Linked DNA regions of Mus musculus: all the other regions are linked to region 4. The links are chromatin contacts, called in public HiChIP or PLAC-seq, Micro-C and promoter capture Hi-C maps. All regions are on one chromosome and are shown on one strand. The core of a region is the stretch at or near the end of the contact, and the rest is flanking DNA. Distances in the headings are between cores, read along the strand shown.

Region 1 (2,700 bases), core at 6-2,505, 1.0 Mb before region 4:
ATTTTGAAGATTTGGATTCAAGACCTAGACTTTCCACTAATAACTGGAACAGCCTTGGCCAAGTTAGTTATTCTTATCCTTGGATTCCTCACATGGAAATGGAAATACAGCATTGCTGAGAAGATCACTTAAGACAACAACAACAACAACAACAACAACAACAACAACAACAACAACAGGCCAGAGAGGATTGCTTAGCCACTATGAATATTTGTTGCTCTTGTATGGGAGTAGGGTTTGCTTTCCAGTACCCACATGGTGGCTCACAACTATCATAACACTCTGGTTCCAGATTTGAAGCATGATGCTAAACTTCTCAGGTACCAGGCACACAAGTGGTACACAAATATACAAGCAAGCAAAACACTCAGGCGTAAAAATAAATTATAATATAGGGAGAGTCATTATAAACACACAAATTAAGCAAAACAACAGCAAAAATAATAAAATCCTGATTATTAATTGGGAGATGAAGTTACCAGTGAGGTCCCTGGTGGTGGAGTTAGGACTTCTTGCACAGGCATAAAAATATTGCTGGGCAAATGGTAGATCAGAGTACAATATCCAGAGACTACCCCACCCGGGGATCCATCCCATAATCAGCCATCAAACCCAGACACTATTGCATATGCCAGAAAGATTTTGCTGAAGGGACCCTGGTATAGCTGTCTCGTATGAGGCTATGCCAGTGCCTGGCAAATACAGAAGTGGATGCTCATAGTCATCTATAAGATGGAACATAGGGCCCCCAATGGAGAAGCTAGAGAAAGCACCCAAGGAGCTGAAGGGGTCTGCAACCCTATAGGTGGAACAACACTATGAACTAACCAGTACCCCCAGAGCTCGTATCTCTAGCTGCATATGTATCAGAAGATGGCCTAGTCGGCCATCACTGGGAAGAGAGGCCCCTTGGTATTGCAAACTTTATATGCCCCAGTACAGGGTGGGTAGGGGAGCATATAGGGAACTTTCGGGCTAGCATTTGAAATGTATATAAAGAAAATATATAATAAAATTAAAAAAAAAAAAAGATAGATCAGTGTCTCTTGGGAAAGGCTACATGTTTTGGAGCCAGGCAGATCTGGGTATTGTGATATTTGGCAGTATTATCTTTTGTATGGAGGGGGGGTCCTTCCCATAATACCACAAAATTCACTACCAATAAATCACTGAGTCAGAGACTGCCCGAACTTCAGGGGAGGGCGTGGCTTCTGTCCACTTCCTGAGCCTTCTACCGGAACCCGCGCATGCCCCGGAAGTAGTCGTTGAGCTCTTTAGGCGGGTCTCGGTGAGAATCGGTGGACCATGCTGCTCTCCGCTGTCTCTTGTAAGTCGGTCTGAGGCGGCGGCAGGGCCTGCGGCGTGGAGCCGAGGCGGTGACCCGCAGGTCCCGAGGTGGAGCCCGGAGGGGTGGAGGACCTGGCGCGGCGGCTGCCACCCCGCGGCGCGCCTCCGGGTCTGGTGAGAAGGCGGCGGGAGCCCCGTCGCCCTCTGCAGGGGTGTCCGAAGAATGTCTACTGGCCGCTGTGGTATTACCCCGCTGCCTGGCTCCTGGCTGACATCCTGATTAGAGTTAGCATCTCAGGCGACTTTGCTGCAGTCTGTAAAGTTCAAACAAGAGCTGTGTTGCAGTACAAATATTTACACTATAGAAGGGTGGGGATAGAGCAGATATTACTTAGAACGATGTTAAGATGGCAGACAACTGTTGATTATACCAAGACAACAACAACAACAAAACATTCATAATTGTGTGGGCCAGACTCACACCAGGAAAAAGTTATTTTAGTGTAAAGTGGGGAATACTTTTAAAGTGTTTTTGGTTACAACTAATGTTGATAAGCACTTCGAATGAAAAAAATAACAACCTTATCTTTTTTCTTTCTTCCAACCTTTACACACACAAGTTGCCAAGAGCAAGTCAAAGTAAGTAAGGTTTTTGTTTTATTGGCCCAGTGTTTGGGTTTGATCTCCCAAGAGTTGATCTGGGGTTATTTATTTGGTTAATTATTTTGTTGATGTGAGCACCTTGGGGGAAAAGTCCTTTGATGGTGCTACCATTGACAGTTCGATCCTGGGTTGCAGATACATAAGCTGAGAATGCATCTGATATACCAAAACCACAGATCATGTCGCTTAGCAACCCTGCTTCCTCTTCCCTTTGTGGCTGGTAGGAAGCCGAGGTACCCGTTACTAACTGGGGAAGAGAGCACAGTGGGAAATGTGGCCTCTTGCAAAGCAGTGCATTTGCACTGGGTAAACTGAGGATGTAAGTTGAGGACTGTGCTGTCTCCCTTCTGTCCCAGGGAGTATTCACAGCCTTTGTGTAAAGGAACTTTGCTTCTGGTCTCACCTCAGAATCTATTAGTTCATTGCTTTGCTCCTAAAGCAAGCATCAGGCTGGTGATCTGTTTGGCTCTACCTAACCAGAGCCATTTGCCTGAGTCTTCTGCAGGAATCTACAGATGAGCTCTGATTTGATGGAAACCTAGAGCCTGTTTATAGAAGTCAGTCCAAGCACTAGAAAGATTGCAGAGCTAAGCGTTAGGCAGCTGGAACTGAGAGGCTAGACCTGTGCCTTGCCTATGGGCCAGTCCATCTGTTCCATAATTTCAGCCCTAGGAGGCACAGACTTAGTGTCTTGTAGGGCTCCTCACAGAGTAAGTACCCCATAGAGACTTGTTGAATCCGTGTGACTGA
Region 2 (2,700 bases), core at 63-2,562, 900 kb before region 4:
ACATTAAGCCGACGAATATTCTAGCGTGGAGAGGAAACAGCTCTTGAGCCTTTCTTTTCTAACTAAGGAACTATTGACATGGTGGCTTCTGGGTGTGAGATAGTCAGTTTCCTTTAAGGATGTGGCCCTTGGTGAGCCAACCATGCTTCAGTGGATGGCTTCATACCTGTGACTATATGGATGGCACAATTTATACTCAGTGGACTTAAATGAAGATGACGGGAAGTTGGGAGTAGGGTCAAGGGGTTGAGGGGATAGGGAGAAGAGCAGGAAGTGAATATGATCAAAAGAACATTTTATAAAATTCTCAAAGAACGAAAAAATATTATATTAAAGCTTCAGATAACAATAAAAAAATGATGCTGAGGGTTTCCACTGGGATGTGTGGGATGTGTATGCCTTGGATTGCATCCTCAGGATGAGTTCTAGTTACTTCTTTCATTTCGTCTCCTGCCTTCCTGCCTGATTGCCTTCTTGTGGGAATGTTGAGAGAATTTCATTATGTAGCCCAGGTTGGTTCCAGACTCACACAAACCGTGCTGTTTTAGTCTCTTGAGAGCTAGTATTACAGGTGTGAGCCATCGTACCTGCTGTTAGTGTTGTTTTTATTGAAGACTTTTAGCCCCCCCGGGGACGATGCCTGTTTTGTTTTACACTGCACACCTTTAACTGGCACAAAGTAGTTACTCAGTAAGTAGTTGTTGATGCTCTTGGAAACTGTGTTCTGATTGCAATAACTTCATACCAACGACTTGTATGTACTGTCCAGGTTTCCAAAGACTCAAGCTAAAATACTGTTGATTGTATCTGAATGCCAAGAAGGCAGAGCCAGTCTATAGAATAAAAGACAGAATAATTGTGTCTTTGTAGAAAAGTTCTCTCTTATATATGTGTAAGTGTATATGTTTTCATATGTATGTCTGAGTGCACGGAGAAAGCTTATTAAGAAAGATACATATTAAGTTTCATCACAGTAGTTAAGTCTAGAAAGGAAGAGAGGGGGTAATTGGAGTTTCATTTTTATTATATATTTTTTTACAGTGAAAACATTTTTTTGTATAGTTTGTAGAGCAAAAATGAGTATGTTTAAAACAAGCATATTCTGCTGTGGGAATTAAAAGACAGTAGAAGAGGAAGTTTTGGGTAGAAGAAATAGTCTAGGGGAGTCCTGAAGCTCAAAGGAAAGCCTTTGGCATTGGACACCGGGAGTCCATACAGGAACACACACTTTATGTTAAAGGAATGATGAGCTGTGAGGAACACCCATGGCAAGAACATTAATTTTACTATGAGTTGGCAGCAGATGCTGACCAAGGCCAGCAGTGAGCGCTCAGTTGTTAGTGACTGTGGTTTTTTCCATGAAGAGAATTTAGTGCTATGAGTAGCATAAATCTCTTTTCCTTAGGCTGATTTTTGCTCCCAGTAAATCTCTGTAGAATCTTAATCCCCCTCTTTAAAACATTTAAACACAGGAGGACGTAAGTCTCCAAGAGGTTATGAAACTCTTTGAAGGTTACTTAGCTGATAAGTGGTCGAGGCCTGGACTGGAGCCCAGGTCTTCTCTACCAAATGCCATGTCCTTTTTTTCCAAGAAAAAATTGGCCAAGAAATCACTAATGTGATGCACTGTTGACTGTTTTTCACCATCTCCATTTAGGAGGCCTGTATTGGTATGGACACTTAAAGAAAACCTAGTAACTGGTTAAAATTCAAATAGGATGACTTCAGAGTGGGCTGGGGAGCTGGCTCAGTGCTCCCCACTGAGGAACCGGCCATCAAACCCGAGGGCCTGAGTTTACCCACCTGATGAAAGGAGAGATCTGACCCCCTCAAGTGGTCCTCTGACCACATGCCCCGCTAAAGGAAATGTAAAAAAGAAATGTCCCAGAAAAAGTAGCTGGCTAAAAAAAAGTTTTTTAGGCAACAGTTTACTGCATTTGGGCTAAATCTGAGCAATGGGTAATTTGACAAAAATTTGTAGATGTCTAAACATTAAGCAGTATTGGGCAAGGAATTGAGTTTTATTGTTGGAACTAAGGGAGAAATCAAATAAGTTTATGTATGCTGTTGTTTACATTTTGATCTTAATTACCAGTTTTCATTATACAACTTTCTAAATAGAAAGCATAAAAGATATTGCAAGTATTAGCTAAAGGTATGATATAGGTATTATTAGCATTGCAGAATTATTTCTTATAACATAACATTATGGTACCTGGTTTGGGGGTAATGGTTTATCAGTACCATGATGTCAGAACATAGCACTGCATATTTTATTTTCCTTAGTATATTTTTCTGAGATAAAAAAATACCTTTTGGACTTATCATTGTTAAGTTTTAAAAAATGTTTTATATATATGCATATATAAATATATATTTGTACATACTTCTATAATAAAGTAAAGAAATTTGTAAATTAGGAAAGTTGTATAGTGCAGGTGGAAAATTGTAAGTCTAGACAGATTATCGGAACTGAAGGGATAATAGGTTTCAAGCATGAGTTCCAGGTGCCACAGGCTGTTACTTTATGATTGTTGTTATTTTTAATCTTGGGGCCAGACCATATCCTGGCATGTAGAGGGGAGGTCCCATCCTATTCTATACTATCTTTAGAATTCTTTTGGTGACTTATAGTCCCATGAATGATGCCAGTGTACATACTGTAAGGTTGGGTGACTCTTCAAATAGGGTCAGCAACTA
Region 3 (2,700 bases), core at 119-2,618, 660 kb after region 4:
TGGACTATAACCCTGCTGGTTTGGGTGCAGAGCCTCTTCCTACAAAAGTGTGTGTGTGTGTGTGTGTGTGTGTGTGTGTATACACATGAGCCTCCAGGGAGTTCAGCTCTGAAGAGGTGCAGTGTAGGGGAGGAGTACCCACCACCAGTCCAGGATGAAGGCAGGCCTGGAGGGCCTTACCCCGCCACACCCTGAAACAAACTGACAGGATCTGCAAAATGGCCTTGTGTGATAAGAGGTATAGTGGGCCATCACAGGGCGCCTCCCTTTTTCCCTCCTGCCTACAGTTCCTTATTTCCTGCTGGCAGCACACGCTGCGAGGATTCATCCCCTGCCAGCTTTCAGGCTATAAGGAAGAAGGCAGTGCCCTTGTGAGAACAGAGCTGGGGGTCAAGCCGTGTGGTCATTAAAGTGGAAGCGCCAAAGAGAGGGACACTGTAGGGCACTTGGACGGTGGGCAAAAGGCTCCTCCCTAATCCGAAACCTCTCGGCTGCCCCGCCCGAAGGTGGGGTCGTCTTCGCTGCGCGTGCGCCAGGCTACGCGGCCAGGGAACGCAGCCAAGGAAGGACTGCCCTCCACAGGCAGGACCCCTGTGGCTTAAGGACTTTCATAAATGAATAAAAAAAAACGTAAGTGGTCCAAATCCAGGTGCCAAGCTGAGCATCACTAAGTCGACCAGAGGGGTGATAGGCATGTAGGCCACCCATGTTCCCTCAGCGCCACCTCTAGAGACTACCCGCTCCCGGATCTGCCGACCCGAGGCCCATGCGGAATCCGCAGGCTCGTCACTCCGGGAACACCTAGGTCCCGGCTGGGTGTCCACGAGAAGGATCCTCGCGGGACCCCGGGCCAGGAAGACAGGCCCGGCTCGGTCACAGTCTGGGTCGCACCACCACAGGCCCCTTTGTCACCTGCGCGGGTCGCGAGCGGGCATCGGAAAATAGGGACGCGCACGCGCGTGCAGCAGTTCGCGCATGCGCATCACCCGTTGGCCTCCTGGGTTTCTCCCCCCCAACCAGGCGCGCGCGCAGCGAGCGCGCACGCGCACTCGCACACAAAGCCAGCGCCGCGCGCGCCCGGCCGCCCCGCCCCCGCCCCTCCACCCCCCGCCCGCAGCCGGAAATGCGCGCGCGCGGCCTTACCCAGCGGCAGGCCCTTGTTGAGCAAGTGGGAGCTGCCCATTGAAAGGTGCGGGTGGCCGCGGGCCCCGATGAGTCCGGCGCTCTCCGCCGCCGCGAGCCCTGCGCCTGGGGCGGCTTCGGCGCAGTCTGCTACTCCGCCCGGCCGCCTGCGCCCGGCCACCGCCGTGCCGAGCCGCCACCGCGCCGCCAGCCGCGCTCCGACCGACGAGCGGGCGGGGACACGCGGCGCGCGCGCGCGGGCGTGGCCTCGGTTGGTCTGCTGTTTGCAGGCAAGGCGGCGCGCTGGACGTACGCGGGCGGCTCAGGGGCCCAGCTGCCCGCCGGCCCGACGCTCGGCCCCCACCCCCAGCGCCCCTCCCAGGCTGGATTCCCTTCCTGGACACGCCCCCAGCTGTACCCGCCCCCGGCCTCCCCTCCCCTGCGCGTACCCCGGACTGCGCCCCTGCCACTCCTTGGCGCGGTGACCTGGGCCGGAGCCTGAGTGGTGAAGCAGCCCATCCGCGTGGGGCGCTACCAGTCTAGTCGCCGGGGCCTCAAGAGGACAGCGAGAGCGGTTCACTCGGCCCCTTGTGCGCTAGAGCTGGGGCCGCGGACCCAGGACCCAGGAGCTGGACAGCGCCCCAGCCAGGGAAAGTGATCTGTGCGCAGGGACAGATGCCCGCTGGCCACCCCAGAGTAAGCGACTGACTGTTGGTGGGACTGTCAGACAGGCGTAGCGAGGGATACCGCTTAGCTGTTAAAAAAAATAAAAATAAAAAAAAATAAAATAAAATAAAATAATAATAATAATTAATAATAATAATAATAATAACATCACGGGAACAGTCCAAACTGAAGGATGCTGAAGGCCATATGGTTACGAGTTTTGAAAATCAAATCTTTGAGAAAGGTGGGCAGTATCAATGAGGGATGACAAGGGCCTGGGCATCTGTTTACAGAAAAAATGCTTTGAAAATACCTTCCAATTCCATCTATTGGCAGACATGGATGGAGAAAAAGATCTAACAGGTGGAGTCTCAAACCTGCTACAGTATTTCCTAAATAGACTGAGGGCTAGGGGGGAAAGCCAGCAGATGTACACTTTCCCTTAATCCCCACCCCTATCCTGGACTGTCTCTCCTGGTCTGTTCCAGTTTTCTCGAGCTGCAGGTGACTCCCTACAGATCCATCCAAAGGGCTCCTCCCAGTTGTTCCATCCTAACATAGCAACTCCATGGCAGAGTGACACCTCCTATTCCTTCTCAGGCTGCCCAAATTCCCACTTTTTCTTGCACATTGTGACTAGGACCACCACATCACTCCATCCTTGTGAGGGATTATATCAGGGCTTGTATAAAAACCCTTAGGGCTCAAAAGATGGCCTAATAGGCCATCACTTGAAAGAGGCACATTGGACTTGCAAACTTTATATGCCCCAGTACAGGGGAACGCCAGGGCCAAAAAGGGGGAGTGGGTGGGTAGGAGAGTGGGGGGGGTGTGGGTATTGGGGACTTTTGGTATAGCATTGGAAATGTAAATGTGCTAAATACCTAATAAAAAAATGGAAAAAAAAAAAAG
Region 4 (2,700 bases), core at 189-2,688:
GAGGGTTTTTGTTTGTTGTCTTTTAAATTGGGAGAGTTTAGGGTCACAAATATATTTCTATTTTATCTGTAGGTTTAGAAAGGCAACAGCTCAAGTAACTAACGTTCTAGTTTCAAGAAAAAACTTGCTGGGCGGTGGTGGCGCACGCCTTTAATCCTAGCACTTGGTAGGCAGAGGCAGGGGGATTTCTGAGTTCGAGGCCAGCCTGGTCTACAAAGTGGGTTCCAGGACAGCCAGAGCTATACAGAGAAAAACAAAAAAACAAAAAAACAAAAAAAAAAAAAAAACAAAACAAAACAAAAAAACCCCTTAATGCACCAGTCAATGGCAAAATAAAGCACCGCGCTACATCACACATAGTTGTTCATGTGGATTCCCATTCCTTTCTCTGAAGAAACTTTTTAAAGCTGTGTGCATTTAAGTTGCTAAAGTACCAGACTACTGACGGAGTTGATATGTCAAAGATGATGCTGAATTTCTCTGAAAACCACAAAGGAAACCAACAGTCCCACATTAATACTTCGAATAACCCCACCAAAGAGGAAATACAAAAGGGAAATTAAGAGTGTGATAAGGCAGACGTGCCTTTAGCAGGAGTACTTCTAGATTGTCTTTTGACCCTCTCAATCTTGTACCTCAGTTCCTCCTAAACCCTTCCTTTTTCTACAAGGCAAGCAGAAAAAACGATGCAAGGCCTTCGGAGGGAAAACAAACAAAAAACCTTTCATCTTGACTTCTTCACTTCAAGGGGCCCAAACGTCAGCTTTCATAGCTGTCAAGAAGAGTCACAGTGCCTGTCCGGGTTCCCTATTACGAGGATCAAATACAATGCTGTCCCACTCTAAGTGAGAGCCACCATTCCTGGGAGAATTGCCAACACAACTCAGGTTCGGTTCTACTCGCGCGGCAAGGCTGGTTCGACCTACAGTCAACAGGAAGCTTCTGCGGCCAGACGAGAACCAAGGTGTCAGCACTGCCCTGATGGCTCACGCGGTTCGACTGTGATTTTACTATCAGTGACAAAGGGTGCGGAGGCACAAAGCTGAGAAATGAACAGTCAACCTTTCTCCAAAGAACCCCAACCCCGATCACCCTCCGAAAACAAAGCCCCACACCCCTCAGTGTTTCGGTGAGCCAGGCGGAGCCCCGCTTCGCCCGTTGCGGTAGTCGGCGTGCGGGCAAGGCAGGGAACCACATGCCGCTGCTGCTTTCTCCTCACGCCCCCTCGGGAGCACGCCTGACCCCTGGCGCCATGTTGGGCCGGCAGGCACGACACGGCCGGGCCTCCCAGCGGCCCGCGGACCCCGCGCAGAGCTCCCGCGCCGGAAGGCGCTCCCAGCAGACAGCAGAGCGCGAGTTCCGGTGAGCGGGCGCGCGCAGGTAGCCGCAACCCCCGCCCCGCGCGCGATCCGGAGCGGAGGGGCGGGGCCGGCGGCGAGAGGAGGAGAGAGGGAGGCCGCGGGGTGCGGGCGTCCGGGAGTTCCCTCCTCCTCAAGTAAAGCGTCCCGGGCCGGCTGCGCCGCCGTCGCTGCCTCCTGGCGCCCCGCGACCTGGAGGTGGAGAAGGGAGAGGGACCCGCGGGCGTCCACCTCGGCCGGCCGCCTTCTCCCCGCGGCGACCCGTGCGAGTGCGGCCGGACTCAGGTAAGCTCGCGGCGTGGCCTCGCGACGTAGGCAGCTGACCCGGACCGGGCAGCTCTAGGCCTCGGCATCCACCCTCCTGCTCCCGGGCTTCTCGAGGCGCCGCCGCCCCTGCCGCTGTCCGCCTACTGGTCCCGGAGTCTGGAAGTTGAGGAGAAACTTCTCCCCTCCCGCGGTCTGGCTGGCGGGCGTGAGTGTCTCGTCTCCTGGGCTCACTACCTGCTTGCCCAGTGCCTCGGTCTCCGCCCTGTCCAGTACTTCCCGATTCTGCGGGAGTCCGGATAGTGGTCCAGCCTATGTGGTGCCGCCGCTGCACCCTCCACCCCAAAGGACGTGGGGTCACTCCCGAATGAGGACCAGAGGGTAGGGCAGCGGCCCCTTCTCGTCCTAGCGGCTGGAGGTCTGTGTCGCCGGACGCCCGCAGCAACTGTCTGGAGCGAGGAGTGGAACTCGTGGAGCGAGCGGGTGAGCGGCGGGTTGTACTTGGTTTGATTGCAAACCACGACCTGTTTATAAAGTTTTCCTTTGTTTGGGTTTGAGGGTGTTGGGACGTGTTACAATCAGCGGCCACTTTTAAGTGCCTTGCCACTCCGCCTCCCCGTGAGTTCGGTTCTCTGTCCTCCTGTGTCAACGAAAATTTTGTTTGTGTTTTGCTTCTTGATAATTGCTTCCAGCTTTTGCTTTATTGGGCTTGAGAAAGAGTTGTTTTTAAAAAGTGGGAATATCGTTTCTGGTATAGGGATTGTGAATGGGGCATAGCGTAGTTTTGATGTAGTTATTCTTTGCATAAGTGATTGGAACAGCAGTGGAAATGACAGTTATCAAAGTAAATAAACGAAAAGTATGCAGTTGAAACATAACTTTGTACCTCTCTTGTGTGTTCCACAGCTGTGTTTTTTACATGTGATTTCACAGGATATTTCGGTATGGTATATTCATGTATTTCGTGTAAAATTACTGACCAAAATTGGCAATTGAAAGTGAGTTTAAACATCCTGTTAAATTTCTAAATTTAAATTACTCACTAATGAAAATGTTATTAAGTGTGCATGTGTGACTC

Evidence for each region. Promoter capture Hi-C pulls out the DNA fragments that hold promoters and counts their contacts. Hi-C and Micro-C count contacts between places; a contact is called where the count stands out from the background. HiChIP or PLAC-seq counts read pairs in DNA pulled down with a chosen protein or histone mark.
Region 1: a contact with region 4 is called in an H3K27ac HiChIP or PLAC-seq map of embryonic stem cells, with 6 times the contacts expected there. The contact joins the promoter of Mrpl33 here to the promoter of Yes1 in region 4. A contact is called at or near these places in 6 of 39 promoter capture datasets (the 3T3-L1 cell line, cranial neural crest, embryonic stem cells and 3 more), 9 of 115 datasets of contacts at active chromatin or transcription factors (embryonic forebrain, embryonic stem cells, extraembryonic endoderm stem cells and 1 more) and 2 of 9 other capture datasets (liver and macrophages).
Region 2: a promoter capture Hi-C map of liver shows a contact between it and region 4, with 2.9 times the contacts expected there. The contact joins the enhancer-like site here to the promoter of Yes1 in region 4. A contact is called at or near these places in 9 of 39 promoter capture datasets (the 3T3-L1 cell line, the C10 cell line, the SN4741 cell line and 6 more) and 1 of 115 datasets of contacts at active chromatin or transcription factors (acute myeloid leukemia).
Region 3: a contact with region 4 is called in a Micro-C map of embryonic stem cells, with 5 times the contacts expected there. The contact joins the promoter of Ctbp1 here to the promoter of Yes1 in region 4. A contact is called at or near these places in 2 of 39 promoter capture datasets (cranial neural crest and liver), 1 of 484 Hi-C or Micro-C datasets (embryonic stem cells) and 2 of 115 datasets of contacts at active chromatin or transcription factors (bone marrow-derived macrophages and extraembryonic endoderm stem cells).

The regions. Positions count from the first base shown.
Region 1 is chr5:31,612,696-31,615,395 of GRCm38.p6, forward strand. Mrpl33 (mitochondrial ribosomal protein L33) reads left to right here and starts at 1,256. Exons shown (of 4, transcript NM_025796.3): 1 at 1,256-1,327; 2 at 1,908-1,926. The coding sequence starts at 1,306. The region is part of intron 2 of Gm38424 (a long non-coding RNA gene); the gene reads left to right.
Region 2 is chr5:31,714,404-31,717,103 of GRCm38.p6, forward strand. The region is part of intron 2 of Babam2 (BRISC and BRCA1 A complex member 2); the gene reads left to right. Among named protein-coding and RNA genes, the nearest start is that of Babam2, 18 kb to the left of the region's middle. Within about 2 kb of position 1,313, at least 38 of the 459 cell types and tissues checked have an H3K27ac peak or open chromatin away from gene starts, as enhancers often do. A contact at or near this core is called in liver, where this site is marked.
Region 3 is chr5:33,273,636-33,276,335 of GRCm38.p6, forward strand. Ctbp1 (C-terminal binding protein 1) reads right to left here and starts at 1,369. Exons shown (of 10, transcript NM_001198861.1): 1 at 1,144-1,369.
Region 4 is chr5:32,609,733-32,612,432 of GRCm38.p6, forward strand. Yes1 (YES proto-oncogene 1, Src family tyrosine kinase) reads left to right here and starts at 1,439. Exons shown (of 12, transcript NM_001205132.1): 1 at 1,439-1,643. It overlaps Gm10461 (collagen alpha-1(II) chain), which reads right to left. Exons shown (of 2, transcript XM_030254958.1): 2 at 1-2,320. The coding sequence ends at 1,492.